Regions from separate parts of the Columba livia genome. Here region 1 is linked to region 2. The links are chromatin contacts, called in public Hi-C maps. All regions are on one chromosome and are shown on one strand. The core of a region is the stretch at or near the end of the contact, and the rest is flanking DNA. Distances in the headings are between cores, read along the strand shown.

What was found. A called contact is a pair of places that touch in the nucleus more often than the background predicts.
Region 1: a contact with region 2 is called in a Hi-C map of liver, with 2.5 times the contacts expected there. The contact joins the enhancer-like site here to the promoter of UBTD2 in region 2. A contact is called at or near these places in 2 of 2 Hi-C or Micro-C datasets (crop and liver).

Annotation. Positions count from the first base shown.
Region 1 is chr14:2,503,890-2,509,541 of bColLiv1.pat.W.v2, reverse strand. It overlaps SH3PXD2B (SH3 and PX domains 2B), which reads right to left. Exons shown (of 16, transcript XM_065029511.1): 12 at 4,514-4,631; 13 at 3,023-3,249; 14 at 2,433-2,482; 15 at 1,838-1,963; 16 at 1-908. Among named protein-coding and RNA genes, the nearest start is that of SH3PXD2B, 64 kb to the right of the region's middle. Within about 2 kb of position 3,766, at least 1 of the 3 cell types and tissues checked has an H3K27ac peak away from gene starts, as active enhancers do.
Region 2 is chr14:2,331,361-2,337,339 of bColLiv1.pat.W.v2, reverse strand. It overlaps UBTD2 (ubiquitin domain containing 2), which reads right to left and starts at 3,356. Exons shown (of 4, transcript XR_010466091.1): 1 at 3,196-3,356.

The sequences.
Region 1 (5,652 bases), core at 2,517-5,016, 170 kb before region 2:
ACGCTCGGTCGCTCCTGAAACCTTCCAGAAGCCTCTGAAGAGACCGTGGCATTAGCCAAGGAACTTTCGCCGGCAGCAGCGTCCTGCTCAGAAGGTTTCTCCGGGCACTTTGCAGGTCTGAGCTTGCTCCGCAGGCTGCAAATGTCAAGTTTATCATCAGCTGGGGCTGGGTCAGTCCGGGGGGCTGCAGCAGGTTTTGGCCTGATCTGCGGTCTTGACTTCAAGAATGGATTCTGGGCAATGGGCTCAGGTTTCTCCTCCACGGGCTCAGCTTTTGGCTTGGTTGGCTTGACAATGGGCCGCAGGTTTGGCTTCTTCACCTCCTTGGCTGACACCTTGTGTCCGCATTCCAGCCCCATTTCGTTTTTCAGCTGGAAGAGTTTACCCTTCTCTGGTTTCAGCTCAGGCTTCTTGCTGTCCTTTGGGGCCACCGATTGCTTGGGTGGGATCATGGGCAAAATCATGCCTGGGGGCTTGGGGGGAGGCCTCTGCCTCTCCAGTAACTCGCCTTCTGATTTAATGATGGACTCCTTCCTGGGTGGCAGGCTGGGCTTCTCCTCTGCGTCGCGGTCCAAGATCTCCTCATAGCCACTGGTGAGGGCCAGGTCCCCACTCTCGGGAGCCTCCTTCCCCTTCCAGTCTTTGGCCCACTTCCCACCGCAGTCCGTACCATTAGGAGGAGCCTCTGGCAGGGGACGGCATGGTCCCGTCACCTCCTCGCCGGTGCTGCTGTCAGCCGTGGCGTCGCCGAGCCGGAGCTGGGCCATCTCGTTGGGGAGCGGGGCCAGGAAATTCGGCCTCGACGCGTTGCTGGTTTTCTTGTACTTATCGATGAACGTGGCGGGGGCCCAGCCTTCCTTCTCCTCAATCTGAATGTACCACCAGCCGCTCAGGTTCTTCTCAATAACCTGCCGAGGGGAAAGGAAACCTCAGACATCCACACAGAAGCCTCCTCTGCACTAAAGGGGATGCTTGCTGGCTCTGACATGATGTCAGGGTGGCATGTGGACCCAGCACCTCCCTGTCCTGGTAATCAAAGGCCATGTAATCACAGGACTGGCCTCCCAGCAGGAGGGGAACCTGCTTATGACCTCTGCCAGGGAAGGAGACCTGCGTGCCATGGGGTCAAGGAAAGACACGCCAACATCACAGAGCTGTGGCTGAACTGTCACCATCCCGCCCAGGAGCCAGGACCAGGATGCCGGCTGCTGGCGGTGGCCACTGTGCGGCACTGTTGGAGTGATCAACCGGCAGTGATGCTGCACGGACCAGCAACCGTCCAGCCTCTGTGTGCTCCAGAGACAGGGCTGGGACCTGGGAGGAGCTGACTGGGGCAGCCGTAAAAGAAAAATCCTCTTAGAGAGGCACAATTTACATTTTGAAAAGCAAAATCCCATCTGCAAGAGGGATTCTGCCAGAAAAAGTGGGTGTGCCAGAAGAACAATGCTTGGAAGGGCTTTTAACTTCACACCTGGCCTAATTAAGTAAAAAAAAAGCCATCTCTACCCCCATTTGTGGTGTGGTTTTAATTTCCATTAGCTCAGACAACACAGCAGCCAAATACCTGGGGTACAGGAGGCCACCGAGAGCACCAGGGACTCCAAAGTCTCATGAGCTCATATGGGTTTCTCTCCCACTCCAGGAAAGCTTTGGGATGTTAACAATCCACGGAGGCAATGAGATGCACCACCATGCCCAGTTCCCACCCAGAACGCCGTGGTGAGCAGATCTTCCCTGCCTGGCAAGGGAGCTCCTGCCTGAAACAGGCCCCGGGGCAAAGGGAGTCAGGAACGCTGTGCTGACAGGAAGATGCAAGAAGGGAAGACGACAGTCTCACCTCTACTTTCATTCCTGCCTGGAAGCTGATGCCGTCAGGGATGGTGGTCTGGAAGTCAGCGATGGTGTAATATTCCTCTTCCACTTGAGGAGGGACAGGAGGTTTAGGCAGGTTCAAACCACGTGGCTATGACAAGAAAAGAGAAAATCCACCAGTGTGTTTCTGCACAAGGTGTGATGGAACATCCGCATGACCCACCAGCCTGCAGGGACACCAGCCAGCACGGCCAGGCCAGGGAGACCAGCTGTGTCCATGCTGGTCCCTCACCAACACAAACCAGCAAACTGTTTCCAGGCTGAGCAGAAAACTGCTCAGCACCAGAGCTCTCGCTGACAGCAGAATCACCCTCCCTCTGCAGCCTCCCACCCAGCCTAGTGAGACAGACTGGCCAAAAGTTCATTGAAAGATCACATGCAAAGAGAGGAGATGTAAGGCAGCAGGGGACAGCAAGTGTGCTCCAGCCTTGACCAAGAGCAGAGCCCATGGCACAGGGGCAAGATCCCAGGCGAAGAAGAACCAGCGACCAGAGGTCCTTACAGCGCTCCTCTCTAATTCCCTTTGCCACTGCTGCTCTCTCACATCAGCTGGCACTTACTATGGTGAGGTCTCGGCGAGGAGGGGGTCTCTGCCTCATCTTTGGTGACTCTGTGGAGAAAGAATTTCAGATACTGTTGAGTTTCTGGCATTTGGTTGCACGTGTGTTCATGAAAGACGAGTGCAAAAGAAAACAGAAAGGCTAGGACCAAGCCTGACCCACGAGCACAGAAAGCAAAGGAGGAACCTGTCTGCCTGCTGCCCTGATGGCATGGGTCACCCAGGTTTTGAAGGCATCCCAGCTTTGCATCAGGTGCTGCTGTGGTCACCATGTGAAACTGGTCTTTAATTGCAGGCCTGACCCAAAAGACCTGACCTGCAGAGGGGTTAAAATGCCCCAGCTTCTGAGAGAAGAGCATCTCCAGCTGAATCTGCAGTCAGGGAAGGGTCCTCATCACATTTGCTGATGCTCAGCAGACCCCTGGGCAGCACCGTGCCTGCACAATGCCACCTCCAGACCTTGTGGCAGAGCTCACAGCGCCTGCAAGCCTTCTGCCGCCCTCAACACTGCCTTACATCGCCCAAGAGCCTGCAGGAAAGGCTGTGCTCACACCCCAGCCACCACTGGCCTCCTCCCAGCTGGTCACTTACTGCGTCGGATGTCAGCATTGGGCAGGGGGCGGCTGTCGAATCTCCCATCCCTTTGGCCAGCGAGCCCATCCTTCTCTCGGCTCACCACGACCTGCTGCCGGGAGATGCCATCCAGATCCAAGGCACACGAATGAGCGGAGGAGCCTGACCCCAGCTTCGGCGAGAACATTTCTCCATTCCCCTTTTTGAGGTAGGAGGCGGGGGCCCAGCCTTCCTGGCCCTGGTACCTGCGGTGACAACACAGCAGCATCACTGCACAAACCCCCGTGCAGCACCGGTGACATGAGCCCTTCCCAGAGGACTGACCCGCTGCGCTCGAGCAGCACCGAGCCACCAGACATCCTGCGCCAGAGCTGGCCGAAGGTACCGCATGACCTGGGCAAAACGAGCTTGCCCAGTGTCAAACTCTATGGCCCGTGGGCACCTGGAGACCTCCAGCCGCCACCAATGCTCCCGTGCACGCCGGCTGCAGCCAGCGGGCCGAGGGCTGGGAACGACGCGAAGCCCAATTTCCTTTTGACCTCAGCAATGGAACCAGTTCAGGAATGAAGCGCACTGGCATGGGAAGCAGAGGGGAAAACCAGAGGGCTGCTGCTGGGATTGATGTATCTGTTGTCTGGAGAAAGCATAAGCCCTCTTGCCTGCATTGGCAGCACAGATCCCTCCCCTGAATTTGCACTGTTTAGGAGAGAAACCAGCCCCGTGATCTGACTGAGAAACCACATCGGCAGAGTGTCCCTGCCATGCTGGAGGGTCCTGCGCCAGTGTCAGGAACCCTCCCCGCTGGCTGGGCTGCAGACGCTACGCTGAGATGGCACCAGCTACTGAGCTTGTGTTTGCCTTTAGAGCTCCCGTGGCAGCTCTCCTCTGCCTCTCCTAAAAAGTCAATGGACGTTTTTCTGGAGCTTTGTTGCTGCCAAGACCACAGGTTCAATGTAAGGTTAAGAAAATTGCAGCATGTGCTCCCACCCTGCTCAAGTCTGGCCATTTGCTAGACCACAGATGAGAGAAAATGAGCTTCCAGGAGAAAAGAAGTACCAGCTTGGGACAATTTGGTGTCTTTGGTCTCAGCACACTCTTCACAGAGCAGAGCTGGCCAGAACAATAGTTGTTCTCCACAAGAGCCTCCTAACACAGCCAGAGGGTGCAGCCTGCCTCCAGGACACTCGCTGGTTTTCCTATCAGCAGCACACGATGTAACAGAAACGTTCACACCAGCTCCCTTTGCACTGCTGGGGCATGTGATGCTGTGATGCAGTCTGCCTCCCAGCACAGGAAATCAGGGGATTTTAAAGATGTTTAACCACAGCTGAGCTTGGCCGAAGCCCTGAGTGTCAAGTAGCCTTAGTTTTAGGGATGGAGAGCAAAGAGTTCTGGTACTCTGCCCTTCCCAACACTCGTCTTTGGAATGAACATCCCCTGTGCATCAGGTCTTTGCATTGCACAGCCCCAGCTGCTGTGCTGGGGACGAGGAAGAGGTAGGGACGGTACCTGATTTTCCACCAGCCCTCCAGGTTCTTCTGGATCACCTCCACCACAGCCCCTCGGTCCAGGTTCATTTCATCCTGGTCTCTGGCGGTGTACGGGTAAATAACGGTGTACTTCTCCTCTGTCGGAAAGAAAGCGCCGTTTCACAGAGATACTCTTTATGGAAACCTGGGCTCAGCTGAATGATGGTTAAGTGCTTTATATAAATGATAATTCTTGTTGTAATACAGGTGCAAACACACAGAGAGACACAACCATTCAGAAGAGAAATGCCAGTGAAATATATTTCAAAACAAACTCAGCTGCATTTTGAAGTGTAAGCTTTGGTGAGCTAGTCTGGCCCAAAAAGTTGTCTAAACCAGTTCCTCCTCTCCCTTAGGACTAAAGACTATCTTATATACAGCAGCTCTCTTTTCACCTGCTCTTCACAGAAGCCCTTCCACTCATCCATTTCATATTTCTTCCTTGGAGCCTTTAAAGAAGAATTGTCTTCTATACAGGGAAAGAAATCCCACAGACATCAGGAAGTGACCCCACACACACCAACGTGCTCTCACACACAGCTCTCAAACCGCTCTGCAACAGCAGCTCTAATGTGAACTTCCCCATTCAACAGTTTGATCCGCCAAGACATTGGTGGTGAGCCTAGAGGAGAGTCTGATGTCCTGTTCACTGGACTAAATGATGGTAAGCAGGGACATGGATGCTCTTCCCTTCAAGAGGAAGGGGAAACATCTTAGCAGCCATGCAGACAACATGTCAAACAGGTCCGTCCGTCCATCCATCCATCCATCCCTCCCTCCTTCCCTCCCTCCCTCTCCCTCACCTTGTTCTGTCCTCTCTGGAAGAAACCCAGGAAAGTAATTGCCTGAGCTTAAGCAGTGCCACAAGAGCATGACGGTCATTTTGGCTTTCAAAACCCACACCTCTGGATATTTATATATCCCCACCATGCAGGTTTCCTGGATTTGCCTTGTTGGAAGAGCACAGCTCTTGAAGGGCCTGATCTCCCACTCCCTTCATGCAAATGAGTCAAAGAAGAAAATATCCTGTCACGTCCAGCAAAACCAAGCTGGCTCTTCTCCTCCTGACCCCATCTGAGCCTCCAACCCCCACGCCATGGCTCAGGATTTAGTTACTCT
Region 2 (5,979 bases), core at 2,107-4,606:
GACCCAAACAACACACTGTGTCTATAGAGCACTTAACGATCATCATTTATTCTTCTTCCTATCTCCTTTAAAGTGTCACCAATAAATCAATCTCACCGTCCAGGACTCCCACCCACCACAAGAGAGCTGCACTGGACTACAATGCACCAAGCATCGAGACAGGAACTTTTTCCCAATTAGAACAAACAGTGTTCTGTCAAAATGCAAACTTGCTAAAAAGAGCAGCTCTAATGAAACAGCTGGTACCAATCTGCAAAGCCCATTTCACTTCCAGCAGGATGGGCAGAGGAGCATCTGTTTAATTCTTGTTAAGGAACAGACTCCTCCTGCTTCGGTCAATGCAAACAGAAACGTGCAATAAGCTGGTATACATGTAGGAGAGCTAGTATGTTTTATTAACTCAAAATTACGCACAGAGACACACCTGAGTATATGAAAAGACTCTCTGGATACACGCGAGCATCTTGACCTTGAAAAATACCCCCGGTAAAAGACAAAGGAAGCCCAAGCGGTCAGGGCACACTGTCAGCTCTGCCAAGCAGCACAGAACTAATGGGAAGTGCCACTGATTGACAAAAGGACCGAGGAGAATACCGGGATGTGACAAATCCTCGTCTCAACTCCAGTGACACAACTGAGCGAGATTCCACCAGCTCCTCACAGGACTCTAATAGATTGAGACCGGTATGAATCAGATTGGAGACGCAGCTCCCACTTTGACACAGCATCAAGTGCAGCTATTACCATCTAATCAATCACTTGACTACTTGTAATTCTCCAAAAACTTTTCCAGTCTGGGGAAAAGATGAAGCCTCCCCCAAATCAGTCCAGCACTGGGAACACTCTGGTCAGAAGTGAGATGTTCCTGTTCCAAAATACCTTCCTGAGATTTATAAATGATCTGGCCGTGCTCATTGACAGCAACCTGCAAGTGAACACACCAAGGCAGGTCACAGCTCAGGAGCTGGAGGAAATGAGCCTTATATGGGAAACAGGAATAAACCACCTTTCTGCACAGGTCCAGTCACCACCACATCGTGTGTGCTTGTGCTTCAGCTGGCTCACTTGCTGATACCTCAAGACACACGCTCTCTCTTGAGAGAGCAAGTTACATTTCATACTTGGCATGAGCACGTTTGCAGATATTGTAAAGCCAAGAGAATTAGTGCAGACTGGACTTTGACATCTCAGGTGTTGGATTTATAAAAGATATTCTGAGGTTCTTTCAGCTTAACCTACACCCCCTTTTCTTGTTGAAAGGCAGGAACAGATACGTAATGTTACAAAACAGGCTATTGCACACTGGAGCTGATGGTTTAAGACAGTCCTAAGAAGCCCATAATTCAACTGAAATTTCATCACTTCTCACTTCAGCGAGACAACCTTAAGGAACATTATCCTTAGAGCATGAATCAACACGAGCCAGCTGACATGCATTTCACATCTCTTACATCTCAAAAAAGCCAGCTGCTGTTCCAACGCACTAAGCACAATAGGTTATTTAACCCCAAAACAGCAGCGTGTCCCGGCGCGTAAACACCAAGCAGAAACGCGCTCCCAGCTGGTCCATCCAGGACAGCACCCGACGACCCTTGGATGGATACTGCCCACCCCACGCACCGCTACCGCCTGTGTCAAAACACTGTTCTACAATATCAGCCAAACTCTTGATATTTTTTCCCTCCTATCATCTCATTCATTCGGCAGCACAGGCAAGATAAGAGTGAGGAAATTAAAGCGAGGTTATTTCTGTGACATGATCTCACCTCATAACACCTAGCTGCTGAAGCAGGTTTAGGAACAAACGTCGGCGTAGCTTTTCACGGTATTTTCTGATCAAGATTTCTTGGGTATGTGATGATTCCTGCCATTCTTTTTCTTCTACTTCTAATATGCTCTGATCCTTTCCACACTCAAACTCTTGCATTTTTTTACTGGTTGATAAGTCCTCTTAATACAGATGCATTTTAGATAACCCACTTCTTCCCCCCCACCCCCCCTTTTTTTTTTCAATAACGGAAAAGAGTAAGGAAGACTCATACTAGTCACAGCTGTAAAATTCCTTTTAATGACAACGATGTGACTACATCCTACACACTTCTTAGCAGCTGGACTTTCTGGTATTTCTATCTGGTATTAATCAGCAGGTGGCTGCTTCAGATATAATTGTAAGTGCTGCATTTTTTTACATTATGGAATGACAGCAAAGTCACTGATATGACAGAACACCCACCAGCTGGGGCATCTGAAATGAAACCAGGCTGATAAATAATATTGCATAAGGCACATGGGAAAACGTGGACCTAGGTCAGCAATTTTCAACCTGAAATCTATGGACCCTGCATGTGTGAGGACTACTTATAAGTCAAGTTTCCCGTTGGTAGGCTGCCTTTAAATGACTATAAAGCATATACAGCTCAGCAGGAGAACATCAGGGGTCCACAAACCCAAGGCCGTTGAAAAAGCAATCATTCACACATTTAGGTAGAGAAAAACACAAGGGTAAAAGCCGCTTCCACTGCAGCAGTTTCCACACAAGCCACACTTGCTCAGTAGGTGTGCACCTCAACACTCGGCTGCTCCAGCATCTGAAGTCGCTGGAAATTGATTATTTAGCATGGTTAATTTTGGCTGGAGGAAAGCATCCATGTTACTTGGAGCAAATAAAAAGAAACAAACAAACCAACCCGCAGCAGTGCCAGGATCTAAGTTGTCTGAATAATTCTTTTCCGCACACCACAAGGAGCTGAGCCCAAGGAAAACAAAGTTTGGGAGCCCCAGGCAGGCCCTTTCCCCGGCCGGTCTCTATTTCAGCAGCCGCCCAGGCCGGCCGAGAGGCCGCTCCGCGGAGCCCCAACCACAGCGGGGCCGCCCTGCCCGCGGGGCTGCGCCCGCCCGGCCCCCGCCGAGCCCCGGGGGTGTGTGCCGGCCGGGGGAGCCCAGCGCGGCCCCCGCGCACTCCCACCGCCCCGGGAAAGTTACGGCCCGGGCAGCCGCACCGGGGCCGGGCGCGGGGAGGGGGAGGAGGCGGGCGCGGCGCCCCGAGGCCAGCGAGGCCAGCGCGGTTCCCCCGCCCGCCGCCCGGCTCGTCCCCGCCGCAGGCCCCGGCCCGCAGCGCCCGCCCCGGGGTCCCCCCGCGGCGCCGGGGGCGGCCCGCCCGGCTCCCCCCACCCACCCCCGGGGTCCGGCACTCACCTCCGGTGCCGTCCGAGTTCTCGTTGAGGCTGCCCGAGGAGTCGTGGTGGGAGCCCACACACCCGCCCATGGGGCCCGCCCGGCCCGCAGACCCGCCGCCGAGCCGCCCCCCCACCCCCCTCCCCCTGTAGCCGAGCTCCGCCGCCGGCCGGGCAGGCGCGGTGGCTTCGGAGCCGCCTCCTCGGTCTGCAACACCGCCCCCGAGGCGCGGCCTCCTCCCGCCGCCCGGCTCCGCCTCCGGCCCGCCGGGGCCCGCCCCGGCTTCGGGCTCGCCCTGGTCCCGGCCCGCACCGGGCAGGCCCGCCGGTCCGCCTGGCCCTGTGCTGAGGCGCCCCGCGGGCCGGGCCGGGCAGGGCCTGAACGCGGCCCCGAGGCCGCCGAGCCCGCGGCCGCACCTCATCCCCGAGCGGGCTCGGCGGCCCCGCGGGACAGGGCGAAGCCCCAGTGGAAGTTGGCGGACGGCCCTGGGGCGTCGCGATCGGCCCCGCCGCAGGGATCGGGCCGCTGGCACAGGGCAGCCGGGGGGGGAGGTCGAGGGCCGCGGGCTTCGTCTGGGGTTGCGGGGTCCGGCGGCCGCGGCTGCGGGCAGCGCTGCCGAGCGGCCCCGGGCGGCTTCGGGCTCGGAGGGCGCAAGGGTCGGGGAGCAGGGCCCGCCTGGCTGGGTCGCTGGGCCTCAGGCGGCGAGATGTATTTACTTTTCCTCACTGTGCCGTTTCGGGTTTTCCCGTGCTCTCCCGCATTTCATCTGCACATGGAAATAAAGTACCCACGCACCCAGAGATAAATCTGTATCCTCCTAATAATCCAACCACCTCTTGTGTTCACAGACTGCCTGTTTAAATTAAAATAAAAACTAAACAAAGTCACTGCTTCTTGGTCAATCAGCACCTGACTTCAGTCCTCTGAGAAGAAAAAAATTACTTCTGTGCACTTAGGGCTGCAACGGCTTATATTGTTTCAGCAGCAATCTTGACATGGGTTCAGGGAGTTAGGGTTCATACACTCTCAGATGTATTGACGATCTTTGAACCAACCAGCAGTAAGTCCGAACACTGAGAAATAGTGCAAAAAATAAAGCGTAGTAACAGCTCTGGGCTCCACACAAGCTCTGCTACAAAGAGAGCTCAATGCTCTGATGAGTAAAAGAGCAGAAAACCAAACTGAGCCTTGCAATAGCACATCAGCACTTGTTATTCTGGTATTTGGTACTGAACTCTTTCATAAGATACATTGTTGCTCTCCACTCACACTGTTTGTAAAACATACATATATGTGCTGGTGTGTATATAAACACTCGAGATGGGCCGAAGTCAATATTTACTGTCTGACCCCAGGTAAGAGGAAGCACTTGCAAGGTGCTCATAAAGTGCAAAAGACAAACCAAGACTTTTTCTAAATGTATTATCTCTTTTGAAAATTATATTCCTTCTCAAAATAAGCTTCACAGGAGGCAAGGACTGAACTTTGCAATCCGAGTTTCTGTGCTCTCATCTCGGCTCTGCCCTAGACACCCACTGTGGCCTTGGACAAGTCACATAACCTCGGTTGCTCTATTTCTATCAGTAGATTAATGTTTGTCTACATATCTCTTGGGTGTATGGCTAGGATTAATTAATTCTTACTCTTTATTACTTGTTAACTGCCTGCAATATGTGGGATGTAAAACACTTTGAAGATCAGAAATGTCATTTCACAAATTAAATGGTGCAGTGAATTGACTGTTCCATATAGGTACAACTACCCTCTATGGTTGGAAATTATTCTTTGTGGGTCATAAACCCAACGGTGCAAACAGCTGAAGGATTTTGTTTGGGCACAAGGTGCTGGACTGCATGTTGTACTAGAAGGGCCAGAGTGGTGGGTTCGTGGCCCAAGGTAATGCAGCATGTAGAGAATCCCTAAGTGGATCTACATTTGTATTCCTATATATTCAAATATTTTGTACTCTTCACCAGTTTTTCTCTCCAGCTGGGATCTCACAGTTTGCTTGCAGTCAATGGTGGTGGGTTTTGCCATCACATGATGATACTGTATGATACATCCCTGTTCTCTGATGATTCATCCTTGCGTGGGAACTAGTATGAGATGCTGGCAAATTGCACCAATGCTGAAACTTCTGTCTCAGGCATCAACATTTGGATTTTTTATCAGTGCTACCCAGAAGTGTAGTATTGAAGTCTTATCACTTACAGTGAAAGTCTACCCAGATCTCTTTCATCTTTTGACAGATGAGAAAGGGAGACACGAGAGATGAGGCTATTTGCCAAAGATCCTGCAGGAAGCAGAAGCAGGAAAGGACCATGGAGTCCAACCGCTGTGTGATGCTGAGCCCATCTTTCTCCTCAGAGAGTCTGAAGAAATTCAGCAAGTTGCTATTTTCAGATGTACTTCTGCATGGCTCTCCCTGAAAGCTAATGAGGCTGTAGCCCCGTTTTCACAGGCGACGTGGTGGAGGTTTCCCTGCCCCACGTGATGCGCAGCACTCACAGTCAGATGCGGTTTTGAGGAGCGCTGGCTGCCATTCCAAAATTCCCACCAGCGATTGTTTTTAGGCCGATTGCAAACTAATGTAATCCATCCCTTAGAAAGCCACACCAAGGCGACTGGGATCAGTCTCCACCACCTAGAGACTGCAAAGCTGTGTGGGAACGATGCTAAACCGAGTGGAGTTTGTTTTCCTGGAATGACCAAGGGGAAGAAATCTACTGCACAGAGATGTGACCCCATCAGGACCTCTGCGAAGCCCAACGCCTGCTCCTGTGGACTGCTTTGGCAGCTTCTGTA